3 separate regions of the Mus musculus genome follow, and regions 2 and 3 are each linked to region 1. The links are chromatin contacts, called in public promoter capture Hi-C maps. All regions are on one chromosome and are shown on one strand. The core of a region is the stretch at or near the end of the contact, and the rest is flanking DNA. Distances in the headings are between cores, read along the strand shown. Region 1 holds the start of Atp5k (ATP synthase, H+ transporting, mitochondrial F1F0 complex, subunit E). Region 2 overlaps Gak (cyclin G associated kinase). Region 3 overlaps Ccdc18 (coiled-coil domain containing 18).

Region 1 (3,516 bases), core at 542-3,041:
TGTGTGTATTGTAAGCCTCTTCTGCCTCTACGCCATGTAGCTTCTGTGTACCCACCCCTCAATCCATACTCCCCTTGGTACCCACCCCTCAATCCACACTCCCCTTGGTACCCACCCCTCAATCCACACTCCCCTTGGACCCCCAAAGACACTTGCAGTTCTGGAAGCTTGAGCTGCTAAGGAGTCAGGTTTATTTTAAGATTTAATGAGGGAAACCTGTTTGATCACATAAGTTATCTAACCAGTTGCTCAAGATCAGGGAAGGGAGGGGGCTCAATGTGTAGATGACCATGAGGGGTGAGGAAGTTTACTTGGTGCCTTGTAGGTTAGCATGCCTTTGCAGCTTCCTTGGGGAGCAGTGAGTTGGCAGGAGGGCAGGAATCTCACTGTGGCTCAGGTAGGGATGGGAGTGAGGAACGTCTCAAAGGCAAGGTAAGAGTATGTGGAGCACCTGTGGCACATGGCCTGGGTAATTCTCGTCTCAGTTTAGGAACATTTCTAGGATTCTAACAGAGAAGAACTAGGGCTTTGACTCCAGATCAAATGTAGGCAAAGTTCCAGAGCCTAGGGCAATGGTTCCTCTTCTGATGGCCCCGGAGAGCTGGGTACCTATTATGAGTCCTGCAGTTTTCATTGCTGCATTTTATCCACTTTATATTCATAATTATGTTCTCTTTATAAGTATGGACTATAAAGAGTCAGGAAAAGATACCCCATCCCTACAGACTGTGTACCTTTCCAAGCCCTGGTGCAATGCAAAACTGAGGAGGCTGGTTCAATCAACAGCCTTAGGAAGATTTCAAGTCACTATGGGGCATTGGGGTAAAGCCAGCCATTCAGTGGGTGGCTACAATCTATACTATGACAGATGTACACAAAGATGCTTGCCAATAGACACAGCTGATAATCACCTTGTCTCCATCTTGCCCCATCCCAGGCCAATGATGCTCAACTTTCCTAATGCTGTGACCCTTTAATACAGCTCCTTATGTGACCCTCCCCATACATAACATTATTTTCATTGCTACTTTATAACTGTAATCTTGCTACTGTTATGGGTCATAATGTAAATACTTTTGGAGATAAGTGTTTGCCAAAGGGATCACAAAGGGTTGGTCTAGACCGACATGGCTGCTAGAGAGGTACCCACTCTGGGGACATGGACTGCAGAAAGGTAAGTTTGGCAATCTGGGTGCTCCATGGTCAGTCTCTATGAGGCCTGAAAAGGAGGTCAATAGGACTCAGGATCTGTAGTCCTGAGAGTGTGGGCAGGGAGATGCAGGGGTTAGCCTCATTTGGATGAACATTACCTGTAAAGCCCAATGGAAATTAGGAGCTCTGGGCGAGAAAACACTGGTCGGAGGACATATGTGTCCAATGCCGGAAATTGCAGGAAAGCCCTGGAAGGTTGCTGACCTCTCAGGAAGGGCCAATACAAGTTCTGTAATCTCATGCCCAAACCCACCGCACCCAATGGGCCGCTGGAGTCGGCCAGGTGTGCTCGTCTGTTCCAAGAGATAAAGGGATTGTTTGCGTGCTCCAGTCCACAACAGGTGGGCGACAGATTCCAGGGCTGGTCAGTCATTACACGCCGGTGCTGAAGTAACGAGGCTCTGTGTCACCACCCTTTTGAAGCCAGCTTACACTAACAGCCTAGACTTCCTACCTGGAGAGTAGTAACCAGCCCCGTGGGAACGCTCGGCTATCCTCCAGTCGCTAGGGGGCAGCGCTTTCACTGCGGCGCATGCGCCTTTCTGGCTTCAGGAGGCGGCTTTCATTCTCTGTCTTCCGCCTCAGTTGAGCTTCCGGCGCGAAGGTCACGGACAAAATGGTGCCCCCGGTTCAGGTCTCTCCACTCATCAAGGTGAATCCTCATCCCCGTTGTTGCGCGGTGCTCAAAGCTCCTCTATGCCCCCTTTCCCCTCCCCTCCCGTGACTTAGCATTGCCCACCCTTGGGACTGCTGGCTGTGGTCTCGAGCAATCCCGGCCCTGCAACCCTTGCACACACACCCGCCCCGTACTCCCTCTCCCAGTACTCCTCGATGTCCGACCCCTGCGATCCCCTTGTTCCCTCGGTGTGCCTTCTACTATAATGTTTTCTTCTGCAGTTCGGCCGGTACTCCGCTCTGATCATCGGCATGGCATACGGCGCCAAGCGCTACAGTGAGTTTGGGGACCGGGAGAACGGGATTCCGGGTGAAAGGCTGTGTGACACTGCTCGAGCCTGCAGTTCCTTGGGAGGGAGATGATGCCAGGCCCTAGAGGGGGGCAGGTGGGAACAGCTATCTGGAGATTTTGGAGTCGGCTTTTTCACGAAGCAGCATTTTCAGAGAAGTTAATTGCTTCCACTCCCCCCCAGGTTACCTAAAACCCCGGGCAGAGGAGGAGAGGAGAATAGCAGCGGAGGAAAAGAAGAGACTAGATGAGTTGAAACGGATTGAGAGAGAACTGGCGGAAGGTATGGCTTTTAGCCTCTCCCAACACCCCCGAGTTTTCTGGAAGTAGCTGCTGCTTAGTGGACCAGGGGCTGCCTCTCATCCCATGACTGTTTTGTCCAGTGCTGTCCTCCGTGGAGCCCAGTGGAGTGTGAGAGGCATACTGCCCCTTCTCTTGGGTAGCATCTGCAAATTGCCTTTCGAGAGGTTACTGCTGAGCAGGCTCTCTGACCCCTCTGTGTTGACTTCCTGTGGATTCCAGTCAGATGGAGAAGGCAGTTGGGGATGCAAAGGATGGTTTTAGTAATGAAGTTAGGGTTCTCTTGGAATTAGATTCTTGATTGTTTAAAGCCCAAGTCCCCGTAAGGTGGCCCAAGTCTGTATAATGTTTGACATGGTCTCTTCTCACTTTTCAGCTCAAGATGACAGCATTCTCAAGTGAGGCGTCAGCGAGCTTGCTTTTCTCTAGTCGTTGAGAACGAATAAAGCTTCATTGTGTGATGCTGTGGCTTCCTCTCTCTTTACTGTTTGCTTCTAGGTACCGGCTCTGTGGTTGCATCCTGGCTTTTCCTTGGGTAGGGAGGGTCGGGGGTGGGGTGCAGTGGGTGGAGTTTCAAAGGAATTAATGATCATTACCAGACACACAGACAAAGCGAGAAGTGCTGGGGCATGTGAAGGTGCAGTGGTAAGGCCAAATTAGGGCTCCAGGGATGCCGGGGTAATCCCTGGAGTGGCCTAGCCTCCTGGAAGCAGCTTGCTCTGCTCTGATCTGCACTCTTCTGCTTATGTCAGCAGCTCGGGCCCAGTACAGGAGGATGGGTGTTGATGCCTTCACAATAACGTGGGTCTTGTGCCCCCAACTGATAATTCTTCTCTAGTTCTTAGAAAGTGACCTAAAGCTGAACTATTCAAGGAGGCCTGGACGACTAGGCCCTTGTGTCCAGCTGGGGTGCTAGTTAGTTCTTGTCAACTTGACACAAACTAGACACCCGGGAAGAGGGAGCCTCTGTTGAGGACTTGTCTATCAGATTGGCTTGTGGACATGTCTGTGGAGCATTTTCTTAATTGATGGTTAATTTG
Region 2 (3,900 bases), core at 1,042-3,541, 170 kb before region 1:
CTTATGTAGCCCAGGACCACCTGCCCATAGGCTAGTCTTATGGAGGCATTTCCTTAATTGAGTTTTCCTCTTTACAGATAACTACAGCTTCTTTCAGGTTGATAACAAACAAACAAACAAACAAACAAAAACAAGACAAGACCAAATTCTAACAATCACAAGTCTGAGACCCCTGTCCCTGGGACCCGATATAGAACTAGCTTTGTACATCATCAGCTCATGATCTCCTTAGCTCTGCTAGTATCTGTCATGATAGCACTATTCTTTTTCTTTGCTGTCAAATAAATGAAGCAGTTGCAGAGCAGTTCCTGCCTATTTTCATTATTAGAAGTCAGTCACTATCAGACCTGGGCCACAGTGGGTGTGAATATGTGCTTCAAATGAACGGCCCCAAAGCTGTAGTGAGTTGAAGCACTGTGTTGAAGGTTGCTCTGTCAGCTTTTCTGGAGGGAGCTGTGACTGAGATACTGGCTCTTGTCAGTATGGATGCTCCTGCTGCCCAAGGATGCCTGCTGCTGTAGTAAGCACCATTGGATCATAGTATTTGTGGTCCCCAAACTCCTTTGGTTGGTGAAACATCCTTCCCTTTTTTGTTGTTGTTGGTTTTATGTTTGTAACCTTAGCAGTTGTATATTTGTGCCTGTGCCAATGGAGGAGTGCACATGAATGTGCTACATTTTGGAAATACAGATATGTGAACATGCATATGCATGTGCCTTCTGTGTGGAATATATGCTTAAACCACTAGGCATGTCCAAACTTTTGATATTGTGATATGATCTCTGTGTTAGGGTTCTTTAAAGGAATAGAACTGATAGAATATATATTATGTATTTATATATATATGAATATATATTATGTATTTATATATTTATTTATTTATTAGATTGATTTACAGGCTATAGTCCAGATAGTCCGGTGTTGACTGTCTCATGACAGAAAAGCCAATAATCTAATAGTTATTTAGTCCACATTGCAAAAGGTCTAGTGAGGCAGTTACTCCAGTGTCACCCTTTGGTTCTCTTGGGTCTGCCCATCTTTCTGAATATAGACTTAGGCATAACTTTTCCTTCTTTCCTACTTTCAGATGTTTTCCAAAGCTTTCTGTAGTACTTTGGGCTTTTTTCACTTTCTCAAAGGCTTCACTTCCCACCATATGCCTGCTTGTCTGCCATGTTCCTGACCTCCATGCCTAACTCAAATGGCATGGCCCTCTTTCTTACAACTATTAGTCTATAATAAACTTTAAAACTGAAGCAACTCGTGATGTTTTAAGTAAGTTTATGATTTTTGTGTCGAGCTTTATGCATAACTATCTTTGAGGCTGCATATAGCCTGTGGATTACAGAGTAGACATGGCTGATAAGAGTTCCATAAACTCCTATGTTTATTAAATGGACTTACATGTAGCAGCAAACACATCATTGTTTGACTATATCAATGAAGGTGCCCAAGTTTGGTGACAGGTGGCAGAACTGATCGCTTCAGGTTGTCTTGGTTGCCTGAAGCTGCTTCATGTCCTAGAAGCCACGGTCTGGGCTACTCTTGTCTGTGCTGAGTACAACTCTAATTTGTATACCCTTGAACCTGTGCCCAGAGATGAACTGTCAGGGTCCCTGGATTTTTCTTAAGTGGGTTAGAGGTTAAAGTATACTGTGTAGAGCCCTAAGTGATACTCAGTACCCATTGTGTACCAAGTGTCTTAGGTTTGCTTTCCTATACCTGACCTGATGCTGGGCACACTTGTCTTCCTTGAGGGACAGCTAGGTTCTTTTCATGCCACCATTTGCTGCATATTTGCAGCCTGCACTCTTTACCTTTATGGCCCTGATTGATTGGAAAGTCACTATGTAGACAAGGCTGGCCTTGGTCTGAAATCTGTCTCTACCTTCAGAGTTAAAGACAAATATCACTGATATCTGGTATCTTGGATACTACTGGGTTATTAATTGTTTTTGTGAAGAAATAGATTAGAACTAGTTAGTTCTGATCTGTGGCTTGTCTGTTTAACTGCCTTTCGCCACAGAAATGTTAGCACCAGATAAAGCTGCATTTTAGTACGTCCTGGTTTATGTCTCAGGGAGTCCTGTGTAACCGAAGTGAACCTGACTTAAATAGGTTCAAATGACATTTTAAGGTGTTAAGATTGCCTTAATCAGATTTTACTTCAGTGAATGTATAGTGTATGTCTGTTCTTTTTTCCACCTGGCTCTCTGTAATGGCCCCATGGTGACTCTGCTGATGCCAAGTGTGCCTACCTCAGCTCTGTCTCTGACTTTCCTGTCTGACCTCACTGCCCAGCTATAGTGTAGTACTCAAAATACTTAGGCAACAATGTTCACCCCCCACCCCCACCTCCCTCCTTTCCAAGGAAACGTGGCTGTTCTGGCATAACTGGTTTTTTGAGAGGAATTGTTGAATAAGTTTGCCAAGTTCTTGCAAAATTAGTTAGATTTTGATCTATATTTTTTTCAGTTGTGTAAACCAACTTAGGGGATTGGTTTCTAAGACTTTTTGGTGGCCATGAGCAGTAATATATCTTGGTCATTTGGGATGTCTTTTTTTTTTCCCCTCCAGCAGTGTCTTCTGTCTCCTTTCGGATCTTCATAGGGCACAGGGTGTGCTCTCTTATGTTCCTATCCAGTCCCCTGGAGCAGTGGGACCAATGGTTGATGCTACTTACTGTTCTGCTTCAGTTACTATTTGGTCAGGATCAGCCCTCAATGTTTTTGCCTTGGAGAACACTTCAGAAAGCAAAAGATGGCCGGAGCTTTTCCATGGGCTGCTCTCTTCTGCTTTTATTCCACTTTTCATTGGTTGTCAGCTTACACAGCAGTCTTACACAAGACATGCACATGCACACTACTTAGAGGATACAACCTGTAAGCAAGGTTGCCTCAGTATTCTAGGACATAGGCTCTTCTTAAAGTTTTTATAGCTAAGTGTTCCATTCCATTCAATTCCATTCCAATTGAGTGTTCTTTCTATTCCAGCTATGCAAAGGGTGATCTGGACATATCTTACATCACATCCAGGATTGCAGGTATGTCTAATTGGATGATAGACATCTGTAGGGGATGTAGACAAAGGATCAGTGGAAGTAGCCAAGGTGCAAGGTGCCTCTTTAGCTTCTTTGATAGCCATGGATCCATCTGAGGTTTGACCTGGAGAATTACCCCAAGAGTGGAGGGTAGGTTACATATATTGAGCATATTTCCTGGTCAGTGAAAAAGACAAGGCCAGTGTCAGCTTCTGGCATGACTGGAACTCTGAGGATACAGAGAGAGTAATGGTAGGACCATATACATTTAAAACGAGATAGTCTAGGCAAACTATAATGAGAAAAGCTGGTGTTCCTAAAGACCATGGTGTATATCAGGTAACTGGGAAAGCTCTCCCAGACATCTGTAGTTAACTTTGTAATGTTTCTCATACTGTAGTTTATATACATCCCACTACATAGGATGGGAGACTTTAAGAGGATGAGAAGAGCCTATGTTTGGCCAGCTACCTGGCTGGGAGGTGAGCCCAGCCCAAGAGGGCAATCCCCTAGTGTCTAACTTTGGCCTGCTTTGTTTCAGTGATGTCATTCCCAGCAGAAGGTGTGGAGTCTGCAATCAAAAACAATATAGAGGATGTGCGAATGTTTCTGGATGCTAAGCATCCAGGACATTATGCTGTCTACAACCTTTCTCCAAGGATATACCGGGCTTCCAAGTTTCACAACCGGGTAAGTGGCCTTGAACTCTTCTTTTATGATTTGAGCCATTTTCCCCACTTAAGTACAGTTTTAAGTGATGGAGCTGCACTAGGCTGATGTGGACAGTGCCAGGCGACTGCAGGGAGCTGACCATAGCAGCTGCCAGAGAGGCTAGGGCTCGAGGTGTGGCCAGGGGTGGA
Region 3 (3,806 bases), core at 953-3,452, 220 kb after region 1:
AGGCAGGTGGATGGATCTCTGTGAGTTTGAGGCCTGCTTGGTTTACATAGAGTTCCACAAAAGTAAGCGCTACATCCTGAGACAATGTTCCAAGGGGAAAAAGGTATAATACAAATGCTTTTTTAGCCTTTGTTTTACAGAAAAAAAAAATGTTTTCTTAGCACCAAACTCAAGATTATTTAGAACATATACAATGAGTTTCGGTAATATTTTCAAACGTTTTAAAAGAAATGAACAGAGCACAGGGTCCCCGGTGAAAGTACCCAAGGAGCTGAAGGGGTCTGCAGCCCCATAGGTGGAACAACAAAATGAACCAATCAGTACCCCCAGAGCTCCCTGGGATTAAACCACCAATCAAAGAAAACACATAGTAGGACTTGTGGCTCTAGCTGCATATGTAGCAGAGGATGGTCTAGTCGGGAATGCCAGGAAGGAGGAGTGGGCAGGTTGGTAAGCAGGGTGGGGGGGGGGGGGTGTTCAGAGGGGAAACTAGGAAAGGGGATAACATTTGAAATGTAAATAAAGAAATTATCTAATTAAAAAAAAAGCTTTAATGTTGTTAATCCATTCCAGATTAAGTTAAGTAAACTTTTGGAAAAAAATTGGCTGTTTTTAGAAAGGCTTTTTAAAATACATTAGACAGGGCCTGGAGAGATGGCTCAGTGGTTAAGAGCACTAACTGCTCTTCCAGAGGTCCTGAGTTCAATTCCCAGCAAGCATATGGTGGCTCACAACCATCTGTAATTGGGTCTGACGCCCTTTTCTGGTGTGTCTGAAGAGAGCAATGGCAGTGTACTTATATGCATAAAATAAATAAATAAATCTTTAAAAAAGAAAGAAAAATATTCTAAGTAGTAGTACTGTTCTTTTTTCTTCTTTGGTTTTTTGAGACAGGGTTTCTCTGTATAGCCCTGGCTGTCCTAGAACTCACTTTGTAGACCAGGCTGGCCTCAAACTCAGAAATCCGCCTGCCTCTGCCTCCTGAGTGCTGGGATTAAAGGCGTGCGCCACCACACCCGGCTAGGAGCTAGACCTCTTAACTCCAGAGCACAATAGCCTTTTAATTGCATTAAAGATTACAATGAACACTTCAAAAACTAGACTCATGTTTTCATCCTAGTAAGTAAATTCATCTTTGTGGGGGCTACTGACACAAATTTAATTTTTCTTTACCTCTATCTGATAAGCTTCTTTCAGAGAGTCTACTTCTGAGGATAATTTCTTTATTTCTGCTTGCATTCTTGCTTCTAAATGAGCTTCACGTACTTGAGAAGCCCCCAGTTCTTCAGCCAAACGATTTCCATGAGCTTCCTTAAAAACGACACATTAAATAAATGGAATGTAGGGAGCTTATTTGGTTTAGCATAGTTAAAACAATTCAGTGCCTTAATGGAAGCAAGCTAGTCTTTATGTAAAACACAGGCTTATTATACAGTACACTTTTGAATATAGACGTTTCAGAGATGACCAAAAGAAGTACATTATATTCTACATAAGTTAATGAGCCAATCCTTTCTTGAAACAAAAAACCATAAAATGCTGAACTTTGGCAAATAATGATTTCCACTTTGGCAGATAAGAGCCTGCTCTCAGGTGTCTCTGTGCAGTTTTTTCTTACCATATAAATTATCTGCTTTTACAGGAATGATTTGTATTTTTTAAAAATCTGTAGGAGTGTTTTGTTTTGTTCCGAATACACACACACACACACACACATACAAAACACACACAAAATGTGTGTACCTGGTACCTACATATGCCAACACAGAGTGTTGGATTCCCTGGAACCAAAGCTACAGATAGTTGTTAGACAGACAGTCATTAGCCACCATGTAGATACTGGGAAAGGCTGCTCTTAACTGCTGAACCATATCTCCAGCCTGATTTGTATTTTTATTCAAACCTATTTATGTTGGTCAATGCAAGTTGTGGTTATGATTTTAATTATAAGACTTTACCACACGCAGTAGTCTCCCCTTGAATAAAAGAGGTTTGTTCTCTGTTGCTTTACCTTCTAGAGTTTCAGCAACCTGCAGTCATCCACAGTCCAAAGATAACAAATGTGAAATTACAGAAATAAACAACTTATAGTTTTCAAATTGTGGGCTATTATGAGCAGCTTGAGGAAAGCTTGTATCTCTTGCTCAGTCTACCACGGCATGAGTCATCTGTTTGTCCAGTGTAACTACTATCAAATTAACTGTGTTCCAGGAACCCTCTTTTGACTTAATAATGGCCCGGAAGTGCCCATCTCAAAGAGTACAGTGTATGTGTGTAGAGCTCAGCATATACCTACTAAAGGTCTTTAAAATGTGCATTTCTCATGGATAAGAGGAAACACTAGTGAAATATGGATGGAAATATTTTAAAGTAAGAACTAAGTTAAAAGTTTTGAAATAAGGCCGGGCGTGGTGGTGCACGCCTTTAATCCCAGCACTCGGGAGGCGTAGGCAGGCGGATTTCTGAGTTCGAGGCCAGCCTGGTCTACAAAGTGAGCTCCAGGACAGCCAGGGCTATACAGAGAAACCCTGTCTCGAAAAACCAAAAAAAAAAAGTTTTGAAATAACTCAACAAGAGTCATAAACATCTGCTACCCAATCATAACTAGTCAAAACTAATAAAACTGCGTGGGAAGTGACACATGTATTGCCCCAACAATAACAATAATACCAGGTATTCTATTATTTTAATTCTCCCTTTAGTTGAAAAAAAAATAACTAGAGGATGGACTATAAGTATTGTGTTACAGCTCTGAGGAGAAAGGAATCCTGGCAGTCACAACACACAACACACCTCATGCAACAGATTTATTGGGAGAGAATACCCAGGGGGAGGGGGTGGTGGCTTCTGCTTGGGTGAGAAGCAGCAAAGGACAGAGCAGAGAGTCTGTAAATGAAGACCTTAATAATGGGCGTGGGCGTGGGAGAAGCTTTCCAGGGTAAAGACTTCCAAGGTGGGGATTGCTAGGACTTTAAGACCAGAATTTGAGCTTTGTACTCTGTGTGGCAGGGGCTGGGTCAGCCATTAGGGCAATGAGAGTGTTCTATAGGTTGAATCTGGTGGTGGAGGTCCTCAGGGGAGGGGCCTGGCCATTTATGTGAGTTGAAGAGTTACAAGTATAACTTATGTTAAAAGACTAAATACAATTCTAATTAGATTATTCATAAAAAATATCCAGGTTTGACCCAAAGCAAAAGATAAACATGAATCTATAATTAGTTTGGGATTAAAATGTAATATTTTAAAACTTGCATTTTAAGCAATGTCCCATTAAACTCACTTTGAAATTAAGTAATCTTAGTTTATCAAATAAAAGCAATTATACTAAACTCAGACATTATCAAAGAAGAACACAAATGAGATAAAAGTCCCTTTTTAGGTAAACATCCTAATATCTGTTATATTGCTAATAATTTTCCTACATATTCTTAACTGCTCTAATAATCCAGAAATCTGAATAAAAACACAGCTAACCTAACAAAGCTAAAGGAGGATTGTTTTTACTATGTGATGGATTATTAAGTGTACCGGAAAGTAGAAAAATAATAAGAAGTTCCAGAATAAAATAAAATTTTTCTCAAGGTCTAAGTAATTAAAAATAAATCAGTCTAAATTCTCTTTAAACAAGTTGCTAAATGTATTTCTGAGAAAATAAATTTTTATTAGTACTCTTGATTTTAAATAGTACTTTACCATCACAAAGCTTCTGAAATAAAGTTTTTAAAAATAAATAAATACATACATACATACATACATACAAATATAAAAAAAAAGAAATTTTGACAGTTTTTAATTTAGAAGATAGT

What was found. Promoter capture Hi-C pulls out the DNA fragments that hold promoters and counts their contacts.
Region 2: a contact with region 1 is called in a promoter capture Hi-C map of liver. The contact joins the enhancer-like site here to the promoter of Atp5k in region 1. A contact is called at or near these places in 10 of 39 promoter capture datasets (the C10 cell line, the HPC-7 cell line, cranial neural crest and 5 more), 1 of 484 Hi-C or Micro-C datasets (the AML12 cell line), 5 of 115 datasets of contacts at active chromatin or transcription factors (craniofacial prominence, embryonic stem cells, fetal liver and 2 more) and 3 of 9 other capture datasets (adipose tissue, liver and pancreatic islet).
Region 3: a contact with region 1 is called in a promoter capture Hi-C map of the HPC-7 cell line. The contact joins the enhancer-like site here to the promoter of Atp5k in region 1. A contact is called at or near these places in 7 of 39 promoter capture datasets (the C10 cell line, the HPC-7 cell line, embryonic stem cells and 3 more), 3 of 484 Hi-C or Micro-C datasets (the G1E-ER4 cell line, the HL-1 cell line and embryonic stem cells) and 2 of 115 datasets of contacts at active chromatin or transcription factors (both in embryonic stem cells).

The regions. Positions count from the first base shown.
Region 1 is chr5:108,432,674-108,436,189 of GRCm38.p6, reverse strand. It overlaps Atp5k (ATP synthase, H+ transporting, mitochondrial F1F0 complex, subunit E), which reads left to right and starts at 1,791. Exons shown (of 4, transcript NM_007507.3): 1 at 1,791-1,864; 2 at 2,110-2,164; 3 at 2,361-2,459; 4 at 2,853-2,944. The coding sequence starts at 1,829. The coding sequence ends at 2,878. Gm34319 (a long non-coding RNA gene) reads right to left here and starts at 1,789. Exons shown (of 3, transcript XR_003955776.1): 1 at 1,667-1,789.
Region 2 is chr5:108,598,597-108,602,496 of GRCm38.p6, reverse strand. Gak (cyclin G associated kinase) reads left to right here. Exons shown (of 28, transcript NM_153569.2): 12 at 2,994-3,043; 13 at 3,582-3,730. Among named protein-coding and RNA genes, the nearest start is that of Gak, 29 kb to the left of the region's middle. Within about 2 kb of position 2,291, at least 6 of the 459 cell types and tissues checked have an H3K27ac peak or open chromatin away from gene starts, as enhancers often do.
Region 3 is chr5:108,213,492-108,217,297 of GRCm38.p6, reverse strand. Ccdc18 (coiled-coil domain containing 18) reads right to left here. Exons shown (of 29, transcript NM_028481.1): 26 at 1,174-1,311. Among named protein-coding and RNA genes, the nearest start is that of Dr1, 54 kb to the left of the region's middle. Within about 2 kb of position 2,202, at least 3 of the 459 cell types and tissues checked have an H3K27ac peak or open chromatin away from gene starts, as enhancers often do. A contact at or near this core is called in the HPC-7 cell line, where this site is marked.